Linked DNA regions of Mus musculus: all the other regions are linked to region 1. Evidence: chromatin contacts called from public HiChIP or PLAC-seq data. All regions are on one chromosome and are shown on one strand. The core of a region is the stretch at or near the end of the contact, and the rest is flanking DNA. Distances in the headings are between cores, read along the strand shown. Region 1 overlaps Dnajc17 (DnaJ heat shock protein family (Hsp40) member C17). Region 2 holds the start of Plcb2 (phospholipase C, beta 2). Region 3 holds the start of Inafm2 (InaF motif containing 2).

Region 1 (3,927 bases), core at 430-2,929:
AGAGCTACATAGTGAGAACTTGTCTTGAAAAAAAAAAAGAAATACTGTATATATTTTCATACATATACATGTACATGTGCATATATATGAAAATGGTTAATAAAGCTTGGCTTAAAAATAAAAGAGAGGGGCTGGAGAGATGGCTCAGCGGTTAAGAGCACTGACTGCTCTTCCAGAGGTTCTGAGTTCAATTCCCAGCAACCACATGGTGGCTAACAACCATCTGTAATGGAATCAGATACCCTCTTCTGATGTGTCGGAAGACAGCTACAGTGTACTCATATGCAAAAAATAAATAAATAAATCTTTAAAAAAAAAAAAAAAGAGGAGCCGGGCATGGTGGCGCACACCTTTAATCCCAGCACTCGGGAGGCAGAGGCAGGTGGATTTCTGAGTTCAAGGCCAGCCTGGTCTACAAAGTGAGTTCCAGGACAGCCAGGGCTACACAGAGAAACCCTGTCTCGAAAAACCAAAATAAATAAATAAATAAATAAATAAATAAATAAATAAATAAATAAACAAACAAACAAAAGAGGTAGGAACCAGGTCTAGTGGTGGCTATCTTTGTTTGTTGTTTGGTTGGTTGGTTATTCGAGAGGTGGCTATCTTTGTTTGTTGGTTGGTTGGTTGGTTGGTTGGTTGGTTGGTTGGTTGGTTGGTTATTCGAGAGGTGGCTATCTTTGTAATGCCAGCACTGAGAAGACAGGTGGGCAGATGCCTGACAGTTAAAGGGTAGGCTGATCTACAAATCAAATTGCAGGCCAGCTAGGTCAACACAGTGAGAACCCGGCTCAAGAGCACCAGATGTAGCTGTGGGCTCAGTGGGGGCGCAAAGACAGATTGCATGCATCCTGGAAGTCAGGATTGCACTTGAGAGACTACCTGGGAAGCCATGTCTTTCCTTATTGTTGTATTGGGTTTTTGGAAGGGAGGAATGCTTAGTTATGGTCTCATTCTGTAGCCCAGTCTAGTCCAGAGCTTCCAATTTTCTTGCCCCAGTGTCCTGATGGTTGGGGTTACAGATGTGAAGCCTTCATGCCTAGCTCATTTTAATTTTTTAATAAGAGAGCTGGGGTAATGAGCGTGTGGTCTGGGGTATGCATAGGTGGGCAGTTGGGAAGATGGACCAACAGGGATGAACTTCTGTTCCCTCGCTGTTCAATCTGTTCCCTTGCTATTCAATCTGGAAAACCAGACTAGCCCTGGCAGGTATGGGTGTGGGACTGGCTGAGCCCAGCAGGTGGCAGCACAACCTCAGAGATCCGGGGCTCGGGAACTGGCGCGCGTTTGAGTCTGGTGCCTGCCAGGTGGACTCTCCTGGGAGATGCTGGCTGCCTGTCACTGACGGTCCTTGTTTAGCTCACTTGAGTGCAGAGGTAGAATTAGTTCCCTCTGAGAGACCAGGAAGCCAGAGCGCTGAGCCGCTCCTTCCTGGAGTTTAAGCAGCAGGAAACCTGTACAGAACACAAGTGAGATGCTGAGGTCTCAGAGCGGAGTCAGTGAGCGGAGTCAGGCCCGTGTCTGTACCACCTTTTCCTGGAAACGTCTGAGCAGGTCACATATGAAAGAATGTCTGCTAGCTGTTGGTTCACTTGTTTTTATGTGTTTTACCTGCACACACGTCTATGCTTATGCCTGCAGTGTCTCTAGAGGCCAAAAGGGGGCACCAGATCCCCTGGAGTTACAAGCAACCACTTGGGTGCTCAGAAGTGAATCCAGTTCATTTTAAGAGCAGCAACTGCTCCTAACCACTGAACCATTTCTCCAGGCTCTGCTTTTTAATTTTTGCAAATAAAGAAATGCTAGAGTTTGGCCTGGTAGTAGATGAGTGTAATTGCAGCACTTGGGAGGCCAGGATAGGAACAGGGTACGTTTAAGGTCAGCCTGGACTACACAGTAAATTCAGTTAGCTTGGTTCTACATCACACCAAGACACTGTTGGGGGTCCCTTTCCCCTTTTGTGCATGCATGTGATCCCCCCTCCCCCCGTCCATCCATCTAGAAATAGTTTTGGGTTTTTTTTTGTTCTGTGTTTGTTTTTTGAGACAGGGTCTGTGGCACTCACCTTGTACCCCAGTGTTGTCTCAGACATGAGCAGCCTGTCAGCCTGCCAGCTAGGGTTACAGACCTGAGCCTTTGCTCCTCATCTCTTTCTCAGAGTCCTTCTGATGCTCTGAGGACAAAGTGCTGATGAGCCTGACCAGGCGTCTGTAATGCTTTGACTTAATTGCTTTTAAATTTTAAATCCAAGCTGGGTGGTGGTCGCGCACACCTTTGAGTCCATCTCTCAGGAGGCAGAGACAGGCAGATTTCTGAGTTTAAGGCCAGCCTGGTCTACAGAGTGAGTTCCAGGACGGCCAGGGCTACACAGAGAAACCCTGTCTTGAACAAAAAACAAAACAAACATGAGGAAGAACAACCCTAGAGTGATTATTGTATACATAAGTGTTGAGTGCTGATTTCTCTCTCTTCATTTTTTTTTTTGAGATTCAAGGTCATTATTTATTTGTTGCTCTTAAAGACTCATTTCTGACTGGACTCAGACTTAGAAGTAGAAGCTCTCAGCGAGGACAGCCTACGTCTCTTGGCAATCTGTTCCTGGCGCTTTTCTTTGGCTTCCTTCATTCTCTTGGCCAAAAGTTTAGCGTATTCTGCAGCCTCCTCCTGTTCTTCTTAGTGCGTTGCTTCTTCAGAGCAATACATCGGCGTTTGTGTTATAGGACGCGTGGAGTAACAAGACGCTGAATCTTGGGTGCTTTGGTCCTGGGCTTCTTACCTTCTTTGTTTAAGGGCTTCCTGACAACATACTGGCGGACATCATCTTCTTTGGAGAGATTAAAAAGCTTTCGGATTCTACTAGCTCTTTTAGGTCCCGATGAGGCACAGTAGTGTCTGTCAGTCCAGGAATATCCTTCTCTCCTTTCTTTACAATAACCAAGTTGAGAACACTGAGATTAGCGTCCACGATGCATCCGAGAACAGACTTGCGCTTCCTCTCTACAGTTCTCCTTAGTCTGTAACAGGGATGCCCCTTACTCAACAGCAGGCGCACTCTGCCATGGGTCAGAACACCTTGCTTCATGGGAAAACCTTGCTTATCATTCCCACCGCTGATCCGGACCACATAACCCTTCCACTCTTCACCAAGAGCATCAGCGACTACTTCCGTGGCCATGCGCTTCTCATAGAAGGTGCGGAGCTTACGCTCGTCATCCACCTCGATGAGCTTCTGACAGCCGGTGGTAGGGAAGGAGATGTTCAGCTTCATCTTGACACAGCCGAGTGCCTGGGCTCTCTCTTACTTTTTTAAGCTGATGTAGTGGTGCTCGCCTTTAATTCCAGGGCTCGGGAAGCAGAGGATCTATGTGGGTTCCAGGACAGCCTGGTCTACATAGTGAGTTCCAGGACAGCCAGGGCTGTGTAGAGAGAACTTGTCCGCCCAAAAAAAAAATGAATTTAAGATTATACTTCTTTATTGTGTGTTGTGTGTAAGAGTACATATGTGTATTGCCATGGTGTGCTTGTGATGGTTGGAGGGTAACCTGTAGCTATTGGTTCTTTCCTTCCACTTGTGGGTTCCAGGGATTGAACTCTGACTTGACATCAAGCTCCCTCACCCACTGAGTCATCTCTCCTGTCGCTTGCTCCCAGCCCCTGTAGTGGTTATTTTGTTTGTTTTGATTTGACCTGATTTGGAGATAGGGTCTAATGTAGCCCAGGCTGGCTTGCAACTTGTTATATATAGCCCAGGACAACCTGGAACTCGTGATCTCCTGCTTCTGCTTCCTTAGAGCTGGACTTACAGGCATGGACTCCCATAACACCAGGCCACTGTCGTGGCTTTAATGGGTCCCCCGGAGGTAGAGGCTTGGCTAGTTCCACTAACTGTTGTTGCATTGAGCATCTTTATATATTTAGTCATTCCTC
Region 2 (3,927 bases), core at 815-3,314, 460 kb after region 1:
TTATTGACATTACGGTTTTTTTTTTCTTCCTTTGTCAACTTAATATTTTTAAAACTTGAACTCCAGCGTTCTAACAATCTTCCAGCTTGTCCCCCAAAGAGCTGTGACTACAGACGTGTTTTGCCATGCTGGGCAATGTATATATATTTTTAAAAGAGGAAACCCCTCTTCAGTAAAGGTCTTTCAAATAGCTTGCTGCTCTTTTGGCTGGCATCCAGATTTAGCAGGTGAGCGCCACTGATGTTACTACAGTCAGGAATCCCAGAGCCTGTCCAGGGGATGCCATCAATGGGTATGGATATAAAGTTTCTCTTCTGTGGGCTTAGGGCCAGAGATGGAAGGTGCAAAGAACCCAGAATTCTTTGAAGGAGGAACAGAGACACCCCTCCTCCCTTCTAGGCTTTCTTCCAGGCCTATGGCTGCAGGCAAGACAGGAAGGAGGAACTTGGAAATGGGGACTAGCTCCGTGCAGGTGACAGGTGTAGGCTTTGGGAAGGGGCAGGGATTTCCCTTGCAAAATTCATTCAAACAGACAGGAAACCTGATCCCACAGAGACAGCCAGATGTGCAGGGGCTCCCAGGAGTCTCCCAGGGAGATCCAAGGCTGAAGGCAGGGCTTGAGGAGAGACACTGAGGGAGGGGTTGGAACACCTGTCACCTGCAGGAGTTTGGGAGCCGGTTTCCAGGCCGTTCATTCAGATCTGGTCTTAGAATTGCTTTTCTGGGGACAATTAATTTCTAAGCTAGCTTTCTTTGAGAAGTTCACTACTTTTATTGGGGGTGGGGTGGGAGGTGGGCAGGCTCTCTTGTAGCCTAGTCTTGAACTCCTGACCCCATCCCTCTAGTGCCAGAGACCCACAGTTTACCTTTTGATTCTCACTAACCCTAACTAACCTGTTCATCTAAACCTGTTCTCTCTTGCCCGCCCCTACTCTCATGCACTGGCTCCTAGCCAGTAGTTCCAGGGCCTGGAGAGGGTAGTTCACAGTTGTCAGGGGTGGCACACAGACCCCTGATGGGACCTGTTGCAGAAGGCCAGGGCCTCAGAGGGGAAGGAAATCATGGGTTAAGCTTCTAGCCTCCCCAACGGTGCTAAGCCATTTGATAAGAGTGCATTATTAGGTAAGAGGAAGTGACTGGGGCCTGAGCTGGGCTGGAACTGAGCCTCTGGGATAGATATGGACGATGTAAGGATCACAACACCTAGAACCGAACTGGGTTAGAGTGGGCTAAACCCTGAACAGGGGGCTAGAGCAGGCTCTGGTCTGCCTCTCAGAACCTCTCTCCTCCAGGATCTGTGTGTGAGGCAACACAGTGCATGAAGGAACACTCCAGTGCTGGCGGCAGCAAAGGGCCTCTTAGGCTGTGAGGCAGCTGCTGGGCAGTGGAGTTTTTAGGTATTCATTGAAAGGTTCAAAGATGCAGAGAAGTGTCATGGGTGAGAGGCATACTGCCTCACCTGGCTCTCATTTTCATGGGGAGGAAGCACTGAGAAAGAGGAGCTGGGTGTCCGAGAGACTTTGCTTATTCAAAACACTCAGTGCCAGCTGGGACCCGGCCCATCCCTGACTCCCACTTCCAGATCCCGCCCTCTGAGGACAGAACCCCTGCTCTGTGGAGGACCCTTTTCCTAAAGAACTGTTTGTGTTCTTGCCTCAGCCCAAGGCTCAGGAATGGTATCTCCCACCCCCCTCCATGATATATCACTTTCTTCCATTGGCGGGGGGGGGGGGTGTGTAAATCTGAGTAAAGCCTGTCTTTGTAACGGGGTCCTGGCCCCAACATTTCTAGATCTCATAGCCCGCCCCTCAGTTCACAGCAGCCCAGAGAAGGAAGCCCAGAGCAGGAAGTGCTGAGGCAGGGGGTGGGGGAGGAACTCCCAGGAGGGGAGCTCAGCCCCCTTGGGCAAAACAGCTACTGCAGCCCCCGGCTTCAGGAGGAGGAGGAGGAGGAGGCTGATTTACAAGGCAGATCAACTGGGCCCTGGCCTGAAGCTCTGAGTCCTGCATCCAGCTACTGCCACCCCGCAGGCTATAAGAGCACCCGACTTCCGGACCAGTACTGGGCGGGTGCCATGTGAGCCTAGCCTAAGCTTCCTCTCCTGTTCACCCTTCTTCCTTCTCTTCTCCTGTCCCCTGGAGAGGTTTGCCCAACCTCTCCAAAGAGGGACACTTGACATCATGTCTTTGCTCAACCCTGTTCTATTGCCCCCTAACGTGAAGGCATATCTGAGCCAAGGGGAGCGCTTCATCAAGTGGGACGATGTGAGTAGGGTTCGCCTCCCCCCCCTCAAATCCCCAGCCCCCGGGACGGTGGGGGCTGGGCTGCTTGGGAGCTTTGCAGAACGGAGGGTTGGTTTATGTCTTCCCAGCACCCAGGCGCCTATGTGTCTGTCACAACAGTCTATCTAGATAAACAAGTCTGGGGTGAGGGTGGGTGCTCCTGGCTGCTGTAGGGAAGGAAGCCTCTGTGTTTGGGAATAAGAGAGGGGGCTATGTGTGTTTGTGTGTGTGTGTGGGGGGGAGTCAGAGTCAGAAATCTTTGGACCTGATTTGCCCTTTTCAAATCCCCGAAGATGATAAAGGTTTGTTTCTAGTAACTTCAGTGTTGGTAGGGGGAATGCATGTCCCTCTCCTCCCACCTCAGCTGAGATCAGGAAGAGAGGTCAGTCAGGTCCTCTTCCCAGCACGGACACCCCAAATTTGCTCTGGCAGGAGGCCCATAACCAGCTGCACCATCCCAGTGTGCAGAACAAACTGTGTCCTGTCCCAGGGAAGCCATATTCTATCTCAAGCTACTACTGTGGCAAGAGTTACAAAAGGGCCGTGGATCCAGTTGAAAACGGGAGGCTCAAAGACTGGGGTCTGAGAAGGAACTTACTGACTTCTGCTTCCCCCATGGTGGCTCAGCTCAGCTCAGCCTTCTATTACCTGCCAACCTGTCATCCGGCCGGGGAGGGAAGACCATCTGCACCCCAGCCCAGAGTCTGCGCCTTCCTAACTCGTCTCTGGTCCTTCTGGGCTGAAGACACAGCCACTAACCATAGAATCTTTTGGTCTAAGAAGAATAAAATGAGAACTGTCACTCAGAGAGGGATAGGCCTCCTTAAGAGTGCTCTAGCCTGGCCTCAGGAAGGCCTGATGTTCTCAACAGCGCATGACATTTAGGAGGTCACCTACAATTACTTCAGCTCCCTGGATTGGCTAGTCTAGTTTCTCTATGAACTGAGGGGAGTCTGAAGCTAGACCCTTCAGGGCTTTGTTACGTTAAGGCATCTGGCTGTCAAAACTGTGGGGATGGGGCCCTGGCATGAAATGCTTTCTGTTTCTCTAGAAGTTGGTCTCTAGAAGTTTTGGTTGGTGTGGCATGGTGGTGGCATGCTGGTGACATGGTGGTGATGTGGCGTGTCTCAGAGTCTATGGAAGGAGGAAAATGACTCACAATGAAAAGTGAAGTGACTCTCTCAGTTCCTCTGGGAAGCCTGTATAACCTGAGGGGGGCTGTAGGTCATCAGGGATAAGGCATGTGATTCTTTCTCCAACCTGTGTGTCTGGTTGACCAATTCCCTTCCCCAACCCAGAGTGCTGTGTGGTCCCTGAACTCTGACTTGCATGAGCAAGAATGTCCCAAGCCCAGGCATGGGACACATGACCTATGAACCAGGTTTTGCTCTTGGATAGCTTTGGCACAGTTAGTAGATATATGGCTCTATATTGATAACTGTAGTAGAAAGGATAGAACCAAACCTGACTCTGTCTAGTCTCCCACAGCCCCTTCAGAACGTACTTAGAGGGGAAACCTTTCCTGGCTATAGAAAGAAACTCAGCAAGCTCTCAGACATGACCTTCACCCTTAGGCAATAGTCCAGGGGTCCCCACAACGCCCAGTCCTTTTCTAGGAACACATTAGAAGTGAAGCTCTAACCGT
Region 3 (3,927 bases), core at 915-3,414, 440 kb after region 1:
TTAAGTGGAAGCTTATAAGGAATGAGAAAGATGAGCTGCCAGTTCAATCTTCCAAGAGCTGGTCTCTTCACTGGCTAGCCAGGCACACTCCTGAACTTGAATTCTACCTTCTGCTCTTTCTCACCCTATAAAGCAACTCAGAACCACATCAAAGCTCTGGTTTTGCAACTGATTTGGTTCTAACGGCAAGCTGCTGTGTTAGGCTCAAAAACTAGGAAATGCAAACACGAGTAAGACAAGATCTAGAAGGGCAAGAAATGAAATAAGACAAGATCTGGAACCGGTAAGATAGTTGAGGAGCCGGAAAAGGAATGAGAGAAAACACTTGCCAATCACTGTACTTAAAAAGGCTTGCTCTTCCTAAAGGAATTCTGTGAGGGAAGGGACTGATCTAAACACAGCAGCTCTACTCTTTCTTGCCATCGCCCCTGGCATGGATCCAGAGACTCAGGCTACAACAGGAAGCCACTTTGGTGGGAGCACTAGGATGAGAACCGGAGGGGGTCAGCACATTCCCCACCCTCCCTAAACAGTCTCTATTGCTAAGGTTTTTCCACGGCCATGGTAGGGGTCTAAGAATGATTATACTCTTGTGCAAGAACGTCAGGAACTTATCTTTCTGAAACAGGAAGGGAACAGGTGAAAGAGTGGGTGATGGAAAAGAAAAAAAAAAAAAAGCTTGTGTTTGTGCCCTTCTGGCTAAGTGCAGTTTGAAGGCCAGCAAATAGCCCTTGCTGGACCCCACCATTCAGTAGCTACCCAGGCTGTGGGGAGATACATAGAGTTCTATGTGATTATAGCGTCTAGTGCATATGTCAACAACTATATACAGGGATCTATAAATTAAACGCATGTCTGGCCACTGCAACTAGGTTGACGTACCTGAGCTCCGCTACTTTTGGTGCTCTCTTCTTTGGGAGAGCCTCGGCTTATTTAAAAAAAAAAAAAAAAAAGAGCCCCTACACAACTCCCTACCTTCCCCTGAGTCTTGGGGAGGGGGCGCCCGAGTCACCCCCTGCGTTTAGGAAACACCAGAGCTAGCAGCGCTGAAGGGCTGGGTGCTAGGCTCTCTCCACCCTCCCCCCCAGTTCCCCTTATGGCTCAGGGCCCTGGCGCAGCACGGTGCTGGGAAGATCAAACCCCGAGTCCCCGGCGAATCGTGGTCCCTTGGCTGAAGATCCGGTTGTGCATTACCGGCTCCCGGGGCAAACTGGCGATCGCTGAGGTGTGTGGGGGCGTACGCTCGCGTAGGGGTCACTCCGGCGGGCTCCGGAGCCGGTCCTGCTGCAAAGTCCTGCTTGGGGGCTTAGGGGACGATGATTCCCGACCGTCCCCAACGCGGAGAGATTCAACGACTCCGGGGCTCTTCGGCCGCTTCCTCTTCGTCCTCGTCCAGCCCCCGCGGCCGTTCGAGCGGCCCAGCCAGGGGGCTGTCTGCAGCGGGCTCCGGGGGCGCCGGCCTCGCCGCCTGCAGCGGGGGTGCGTCGCGTGGCGCCTCGCGGCGGGACGACCCGGTGGTGTTGGGCCCCGCCGCCACCCCCGAAGTCCCAGACGGGCCGGTGGTGTTGGAGCCGCTGGGGGGCGGGCCGACGGCTCCCCCCGAGGTCCCGGCACCCACCGGCTGCCAGATGAGACTGTAGTAGACGGCCAGTACGATGGCGGCCAGCGACACGGAGAGCACGTAGGCGAACACCGTGGCTAGCCGGACCCACTTCTTGTTGGTCTTGGCCGCCATCTTCGCCTTCTTGTCCCCGGTGTAGGTGGCCGGCTTGCCCCGCTCGGCCGGGGCCGCGTCGCGCTCCTTCATGGGGGGGCCCCGGCCTTTGCCCCGGTGCTCCACGGCCCCGGCTGGAGGGGGCCTGGCGGCCTGCGAGGACTGGGCAGGGGGCGTCTCGGCGCCCTGGCTTCCCGGCGGCCCCGCGCTCCGCCGCTGCTCCTCACGCCGCCCGCCCGCAGCCCGCCACCGCGTCGCTGCCGCCGCCGGGGCCTGGGCCCGTCACCGCCGCCAGCGCCGCCGCCGCCGCCGGCCCGCCAGCTGCTTCCCGGCCGCCGCCACAGCCACAGCCGCCCGACTCCGCGTCCCCATCCGCTGCCGCTGCCGCCGCCTGCCCGGCCGCCGGCCGCCTGGTCTCCAGTGGCCGCGCGGACCGCGCGCTCCGGCTCTAGCCCGGCTCCCCCGCGGGGCGCGCCGGTGCAGGGGGCGGGGCCGCGCGCTGCCGGGGGGCTGCCCCTTAAAAGGGCGATGTAGGGGCCCGGAAGTGCCGCGCTGGGAGGCGGCTGCGGCGGGGAATCGTGGGCCCCGTGGGGGACGCCCAGTTAAGAGAGAGTTAAGGGAGGCTGGGCCTTAAAGGGGCGACAGGAGCTTCTTTAAAGGGGGAAAGGCACTTTGCGGGAGGGAGTGCGGAACCGGGAGGTGGCAGGGAGGGGCAGGCTCCGTAGAAAGCTGTCAACTCAGGCGTCTCCTCACATGGCCCAGGCTAGGAGATGGTAGGTGGGAGAACTAACCAGGCCCACCTACACCGGGTCTCCGAAGTGGAGCTAACACTAAGCTTGTGCTCTCGGGTAGCTCTAGAATAGTGAGGGGATAGTGTCCCAGATCCCTTCACCCCAAAGAGCCTGGTTCGGGTCTGGGAACCTGGCGCCCGCACACCGCAGTCAGTCTCGCTTCCTTTTTTCTGTTGGTCTGGACTCCGAGACCACTCGAATCTTGCCTGATTGGGTCCTCTTAGGACCCTTGAGTCAGACTACTGTGAGCCACAGGGACAAGAGCCAAAGGTTGAGTTTGTTTCTTAGGCTGACCTGCCAGCATAATCTCAAATCCCACAACAGGTCTCAGGTCCTACTTTCTGGTCTTCTGACTTTCAGGACTGGTCTCGAATTGTACCCAAGGGGCTGCACTGAACTGGTGGAGGACATCTCCCAGCGTTTTCATTCTTTGATTCTCTTCAACCCCAGGATGTAGAGAACTGTCTTTTCCCATTGAGGCTTGTTCCTTCCAGGCTTCAGCCTTTTTGCTCTTAGGGCCCTTTGGATGCCGGCCACCCCTCTGCACGCAGGGACTCTTAGTACCACCCTTTCTATACTTTCACCCTCTTCCCCTTTGCTTGTTTCATCCCTATTTCCTCTTTGTAATTCACCGCGATTGATTTCTGGGTGCCTCTTGCTTGACTCTCCCTGTGTTCCCAAAACTGTCTTTGTGAGCAGCCTGGATGTCTCAGTGGATTAGAGAACTATGAGTCTGAGTAGGAGAAAGGTCTGTGGTCCTGATGTAGTTGGGGTGGGGCGTGGCCTCTGCGAGGGCCCCACTGACTTCTAACCTCTTGGGCAGGACTCCCTCTGCCCTTTCCACTTCTCCCTTTCCTTTGACTTTGACTTTCCTTATCCAAGCCCTTCCCCAAATTTTCCATCCCATGGAAGCGCTACCAGAATGCAGTGTACTAGTGGGCTTCGAACCACAAGTTTCTAATCTGGTCCTGGTTGGAGGCTCAGGTGGGGCTGTGTCTCTAGCAATGGGCCACCCAATACTATTTCAAGGAGCCTTTTGTTTGTTTGTTTTTTGTTTGTTTGGTTGGTTGGTTTGGTTTTTCGAGACAGGATTTCTCTGTGTAGCCCTGGCTGTCCTGGAACTCACTCTGTAGACCAGGCTGGCCTCGGACTCCGAAATCCACCTGCCTCTGCCTCCCAAGTGTGGGATTAAAGGCATGCGCCACCACTGCCTGGCAAACCGTGCCTTTTTAATTTCTGAGATATTACAAGGACATTGAGAGTTTAGTGTTTATGGGCTTCTGTGGATTGATAGGTGGTGGTGGTGGTGGTGGTGGTGGTGGTGGTGGTGGTGGTGTGTGTGTGTGTGTGTATGAGAGAGAGACACACACAGGGGTGGGGGCGGGACGGGGTACTGTTCTGGAGCAGCCAGAGCAGGTCTTG

Evidence for each region. HiChIP or PLAC-seq counts read pairs in DNA pulled down with a chosen protein or histone mark.
Region 2: a contact with region 1 is called in an H3K27ac HiChIP or PLAC-seq map of large pre-B cells, with 4 times the contacts expected there. The contact joins the promoter of Plcb2 here to the enhancer-like site in region 1. A contact is called at or near these places in 3 of 39 promoter capture datasets (the C10 cell line, the HPC-7 cell line and cranial neural crest), 1 of 115 datasets of contacts at active chromatin or transcription factors (large pre-B cells) and 1 of 9 other capture datasets (macrophages).
Region 3: a contact with region 1 is called in an H3K4me3 HiChIP or PLAC-seq map of pro-B cells, with 6 times the contacts expected there. The contact joins the promoter of Inafm2 here to the enhancer-like site in region 1. A contact is called at or near these places in 6 of 39 promoter capture datasets (3T3-L1-derived adipocytes, the C10 cell line, the HPC-7 cell line and 3 more), 1 of 15 datasets of contacts at CTCF or cohesin (pro-B cells), 6 of 484 Hi-C or Micro-C datasets (the G1E-ER4 cell line, cortical neurons, pro-B cells and 3 more) and 4 of 115 datasets of contacts at active chromatin or transcription factors (the 230-238 cell line, fetal liver, large pre-B cells and 1 more).

What each region holds. Positions count from the first base shown.
Region 1 is chr2:119,186,858-119,190,784 of GRCm38.p6, reverse strand. All of the region lies in intron 1 of Dnajc17 (DnaJ heat shock protein family (Hsp40) member C17), which reads left to right. It also overlaps the pseudogene Gm14138. Among named protein-coding and RNA genes, the nearest start is that of Gm14137, 14 kb to the right of the region's middle. Within about 2 kb of position 1,679, at least 52 of the 459 cell types and tissues checked have an H3K27ac peak or open chromatin away from gene starts, as enhancers often do. A contact at or near this core is called in the 230-238 cell line, the G1E-ER4 cell line, pro-B cells and 2 more, where this site is marked.
Region 2 is chr2:118,726,575-118,730,501 of GRCm38.p6, reverse strand. It overlaps Plcb2 (phospholipase C, beta 2), which reads left to right and starts at 2,064. Exons shown (of 32, transcript NM_177568.2): 1 at 2,064-2,264. The coding sequence starts at 2,181.
Region 3 is chr2:118,743,995-118,747,921 of GRCm38.p6, reverse strand. It overlaps Inafm2 (InaF motif containing 2), which reads right to left and starts at 2,164. Exons shown (of 1, transcript NM_001301269.1): 1 at 1-2,164. The coding sequence starts at 1,807. The coding sequence ends at 1,349.